2 separate regions of the Mus musculus genome follow, and region 2 is linked to region 1. A link is a contact called in public ChIA-PET data. All regions are on one chromosome and are shown on one strand. The core of a region is the stretch at or near the end of the contact, and the rest is flanking DNA. Distances in the headings are between cores, read along the strand shown. Region 1 overlaps Slc12a3 (solute carrier family 12, member 3). Region 2 overlaps Gm30968 (a long non-coding RNA gene).

Region 1 (2,700 bases), core at 145-2,644:
AGGGAAGGGGGTTTGTTCCATCAACATTCTCTCAAGAGAATGTTCCCAAAACTAGGTTGGGCCCAGGGTGTGGCCTGAGTCAAGACAGTGGAGGTGGCGCCAAGACATCTAACCCTCTGGGGACTCTGAGGTGTGAACTGTCCAGGGTGCATGGGTGGGACAAGCTGCAGCTTCCATAGTGAAGTCTCTCTTCAAAGAAACACACCTGCAATTATGACCTGCTGTTAACTCACTGTGTAGCCTTGCTAAGGAACACCACGTCTCTCTTAGCCTTGATTTCCCTAATGAGCACTGAAGCAGGTTCAAGGTTCTCCTTCATCACACTGCGATCCCAAGTTCACTTGCTATAAAATGAATCCATCTCTGGACGGGTGAGGGGGTGGGGTGGGGGTGGGGGCATGATGAGATTTTACCTGAGTAGCGTCTCCCGCCCCACTTTCTCCTCTTCCCCAAAACTTCGGGAAACGTCAAAAGCTCACCAACTAGTCTTGCGAGATTAGCTGAGAGTAACAGTGGTGTGTCTGGTCACCCTGGAGGTGACACCTACACACACCCCCACCCTAGCCAGATGTCACCCAACAGGGCCCCTAGCTCTTGGAACAACTCTCCAGAGCAGCTGTGAGTGTGTCCCAACCCTCCAAGTTGGAGACCAGCCCAGATCTCTCAGGATGCAGTCAAGGTCAGCCTCATTAGACTTGGGAACCCTGAACATGCAAATTCTAGTCTCTTTTAGAAGAAGGCTGGGAGGGGCTCAAGACCCCTGTTCCCAGACATTCTAAGGACAACAAACAAGGAACAATCCTCAGTGGAACCAGGTGAAACGGGTGTCTAATCTAGCTCCAGCTTGGGGCAGAACCTGGCTCTGTCAGTCTCCTACTCCGTGGCTTATCTGATGACCCACCCCTACACCTCCACCCATGTGTGAGCGCAGCTACACCTGCACAGGTGTTGAGCTGGCGCTGCACAGTAACTATCCCAACCCCACAGCCTCTGAGCAGGACCTCCTTTTTCTCAGTAACGACCCTCTACATTGCCAAAGAGTAATTCATGAAGGCATCCTTACCACCCGTGCCTGAGCTGAGGAAGATGCTGTAAGCAGGGGCCTGCTTTAAGGATCATAACTAAACTGTGTTCCTTGAGACAGGGACACTGCCACAGGAGTTGTGTCCTCTACTCAGGGCCTTCCAGATGGGGAGTGGACTGGCACTCAGCCTGGGTTGGTTCCGTTCAGGGACTTAACTTCTGGATCTAGCATTCACCCAACACTGCCTTGCACTTTTGAACAGAACTTGTATTGTTCCCAGCTTTGTTCTAAAGATCAGTGGTTTAGGGTGAGCACATCCTGTTGGCAAGAGCAAGCATGTTATTGGCTAAAGCTAGAGCCAGTTAAAGGCGCTGTCCCACGGGACAGGGCCACAGGCTCCGCCCAGGGAGGGAACTTCAGGCTGAAGCTTGCTGCAGGAACTGTGGGTTTTTTTGTGGCTCTGAGCAGGCAGGCACCTGTGCCCTGTGCCCTTTAAAGTTGGTGAACTCAGTTCCCAAAAATGTTGTAGCATTTTCCCAGACTGCAGAGTCCTCAGCTTCAGGAGCGCCTGCAAAATCTAAGCTTGGCCTTTCTCCTCTCCTATGCCGTTCCCATGGAAGATCACTAACCACTTTCGGGTGAAGACAACAGTTGCTTAGTGACATAGGCATCCTTGTTCCCACCCATCCTTCCTGATCCTTGGGACCTTACGTTCTAAAAATAGGGCAATGGTTGTCCGGCTGATGTTCTGACCCTGTGTTTTAGTTAGTGATCACAGGCCTGGTGAGGTTGTAGCAAGCAGATGCATCAGGTAGAAAGATCTAGGAACCTGATTCAGGACACATCTCCACCACCTGCATGCTGTGTGCATCCTCAGACAGCCAACAAGGGCAGTGACTCTGTGACTGCTCTATTTAAAGAACTCTGAGGCTCAGTGCCACTCAGGCACTTTGCCAAAGTCACCAAGTTGAGGACATTGCAATGCCAGCACTCAGGCGATGACTGTGGGGTCAGATTCTGAACTCTGAACCCTAGTTCAAATCTGCCTGGCTGGCTGCTCCAGCTGGCCAAGTTCAGCTGGCCAGAGTTCAGCTGGGGCACTGTCCACTGCTGGCCTTAATTAGAGCTCAGATGGAGGGATTGTCAAGGGTACAATCCGGTACACTGTTGTGTAAGCACTAATATCCCAAACTCATGCACCATAGCTGGTTCTGTGAGGTACCATATTTCCCAGAAGCTGAACCCATGGAACCATGATCCTAATGTAACTTTAGAATTCTTCGGGTTTTTGTTGTTGTTGTTTCAAGACAGAGTTTCTCTGTGTAGCCCTGGCTGTCCTGGAACTCACTCTGTAGACCAGGTTGGCCTCGAACTCAGAAATCTGCCTGCCTCTGCCTCTCAAGTGCTGGGATTAAAGGTGTACGCCACTACTGTCCGGCTAGAATTCTTAAGATGGTAGAAAAGTCACTTTCTTATCTGCACAGCCAAACATGACTGAACAGCATTCTAGGATATCCTGTTACTTGCATCGTGTTTTACAGCTAGGACAAAAGGCCCCTGAGAAACCATGCTGGAATCGTCCCTGACATCCTTCATGGGGCGGGGGTGGTGGCGGTGGTGGTGATGGTGGCGGTGGTGGGCAGGACAAGGGCATGCAGCCATCTCACAGGAGCATA
Region 2 (2,700 bases), core at 65-2,564, 610 kb after region 1:
TGGGCCTCTGATGCTCAGGAATGGGGAGTCCAGCAGTGCAGGCTCAGGTTCCAGGGGCCACCTATTGTCCAGTGCTCAGTCACCTGGCCACCCTTAACTGCAAGGTGACCCAGCCAAGGAAGTCTGGACCCAGCTGTAAAACAGGGGTTCTGCTCCTCACAGTGGTGGTGGCATTGGGAAGCAGCCAGCCTTGACACTGACTCGAGAAGGTCCCAGTTGGAGCCGGGGCTGGGTTCTGACTTTAGATGGACTCCATTCCACCTCCAATGGCTTTCCATCCTTCAACCACTGCCAAATTTTTAATAGTTGGATTTCTCACATAAAATTCACATTTCTAATTTCTCTGGCAAAAACTGAGGACCAGGGCTGGAGAGATGGCTCAGTGGTTAAGAGCACTGACTGCTCTTCTGAAGGTACTGAGTTAAAGTCCCAGCAACCACATGGTGGCTCACAACCATCTATAATGAGATCTGATGCCCTCTTCTGGTGGGTCTGAAGACAAGCTACATTGTACTTACATATAATAATAAATTAATCTTTGGGCCGGAGTGAGTAAAGGCCCAGAGTTCAATTCCCAGCAACCACATGATGGCTCGAACCATCTGCACAGTTACAGTGTACTCAAATACATAAAATAAATCTTTAAAACAAGCAAGCAAGTAAACAAACAAACACCCCTGAGCACCAGACTACATGGTCCCGTATTTACTGCAGCGAACATCCTCTGAGCTGGGCACTGCTGTTGAGCACTGGGCTCTCTTGTTCATGCTCTCTCCCTCCTCCTGCTGGTTCCACCTCCCTGCTCTGGGCCAGTTTTGTCGCCTGGCTTATGAGTATCATGGTTTGTAATTCTTGTCCCAGTACAGCTACCAGCATGCAAGAGACAAAGAAATTGAGGCCAGAGAAACAAGGGACCAACCCCCAGGAAGATCTCAGCATACCTCCTGCCTCACAGGACACCCCAGGCCCAGCCAGGTGCTTCTGTGCCTGGGAGGAAGAATGTCCTCTTGTGGAGAAACAGGTAGGCTTGGGTCTGGTCTCCAACCTGAATTCTGTCCTCTTCTAAATACAGCAGGTGACAATAGTTCTCCAAGACTCATATTCAGACTTTATCTTTGGCAGGGCATCCACAGAGTCTGCTTCCTTGGAGCTCAAGGGACAGTGAATATCTACTGTGTCTCTTAACTGGACCAGATGTGATATGAACTCAGGAGATGTGAGAAAGCAAAGGTTTGCCTCCCAACTTGATGTGGAAAGTCTGTGGCTACCGGGTCTGTGTAAGCTGCAGTTTCTTTCTTCTGTGGTTGTGGCCAGAACCATGGTACTAAAGCTATGGTGAGAACAGCCCCGGACAGGGTGTAGAGGTGAGACTGAGCCCTGAAAACACAATGTCTTCTTGGCTATAGGAGCAGAGCTGCAGGCCTTAGCGTTCTCCAGCCCCTGGGGCTGCCTTCTGGGGATTTAGTTATGGCCCGGGTTGGTATAACCTTGGGAAGACCCAGCTTTCCCTTTGAGTCAGCTATTTTAAGGAATGACATGTTTCAGAACTGGGCTCAGCCTTCGATGCATCCCCACATCTGGTTTTGGTCTCCGGATAACCTGTGTGTGTACCTAGATACTCATGAGTTTTGTTTTGAACAAACAACCTTTGCACAGCCACAATGGAAATAGTTCTAACGTGGTTTTTAAACAGCACCCACAGTCCCAGCCCATGGTTCTGCATCCTTGCAGCATTGCCTGAGAGCTTGTGACAACTGGGGCACTGCATGGTGGGAAACACAGGCTTAGACAGGAAAGTTGAGGCCCCAGTGGTAGGTCACCTCCTTAAGGTCACTTGAACCCAGTTTGAGAGTCTGCCCCTTACTGCTCCTCAGAATGGCACTCCTTACCCCACACTGCTACTGTGCTCAGGCCTTGGCTTAAATACTCTAATTCTTGCTATATAGATGCTTGCCATGTAGATGGTCCCTAGGTACCAGCTCTACCTTGGAGGAGAAATACTCTTGAGACAAGCAAGGGCACAGCCTTTGTGGTCTCTGTTTCTACTAAAGTGACCACTGTAGTAAGCATGCTGTCGTTTGCCTAGAACCAAGCAGTTTCTTAGAGTGCAGCACTTTTTAGGCAAAAACAATCGTGGACAGAATGAGGTAGTTGGTTCCCTCCAGGTGAAAGCTGGGGCCAGTTGTTCCTGGCACGGGGCATGTAGACTCTTTCTAGCTCCTTGCTTGTGAGCCTGACAGCCCTGTCACGGTCACTTGTCACCAGAGTGTCCCTTCCTGTGTCTTCCCCGAGATGAGGAGACCAGGCCTCTGGAGTTCCACAGAGGAAACATACAAGACTCAAACCCAAAGTGTGACCCATCTCTTATCTGAGCCCACAGGAGACCCAGAGCTCACAAAGCTACTTAGTAAATGTTTAGACCACCTGCAGCTTGGCTGTTACTGACTGTGAATGGACAGGACTGGGAAGTCTCTGCCCTTCCTCCCCCCCCCTCCCTCCCTCCCTCCCTCCCTCCCTCCCTCCCTCCCTCCCTCCCTCCACTCAGATACCTCAAATTAAAGTTCAGCATGTGCATGTGGTCCCAACTACGTGGTAGGATGAGGCAGGAGGATTGCTTAAGGCCAGAAGTTTAGAACCAGTCTACAGACAGCAAGTCCTGATCACAAGAAAATAGAAAGAAAGCTGAAGGGCGAGGGAGAG

What was found. ChIA-PET counts read pairs in DNA pulled down with a chosen protein or histone mark.
Region 2: a contact with region 1 is called in an RNA polymerase II ChIA-PET map of memory CD8 T cells, with 5 read pairs. The contact joins two enhancer-like sites. A contact is called at or near these places in 2 of 115 datasets of contacts at active chromatin or transcription factors (memory CD8 T cells and pancreatic cancer cells).

What each region holds. Positions count from the first base shown.
Region 1 is chr8:94,362,122-94,364,821 of GRCm38.p6, forward strand. The region is part of intron 24 of Slc12a3 (solute carrier family 12, member 3); the gene reads left to right. Among named protein-coding and RNA genes, the nearest start is that of Gm15889, 14 kb to the right of the region's middle. Within about 2 kb of position 1,395, at least 220 of the 459 cell types and tissues checked have an H3K27ac peak or open chromatin away from gene starts, as enhancers often do. A contact at or near this core is called in memory CD8 T cells, where this site is marked.
Region 2 is chr8:94,968,552-94,971,251 of GRCm38.p6, forward strand. The region is part of intron 3 of Gm30968 (a long non-coding RNA gene); the gene reads right to left. Among named protein-coding and RNA genes, the nearest start is that of Gm30968, 6.8 kb to the right of the region's middle. Within about 2 kb of position 1,315, at least 7 of the 459 cell types and tissues checked have an H3K27ac peak or open chromatin away from gene starts, as enhancers often do. A contact at or near this core is called in memory CD8 T cells, where this site is marked.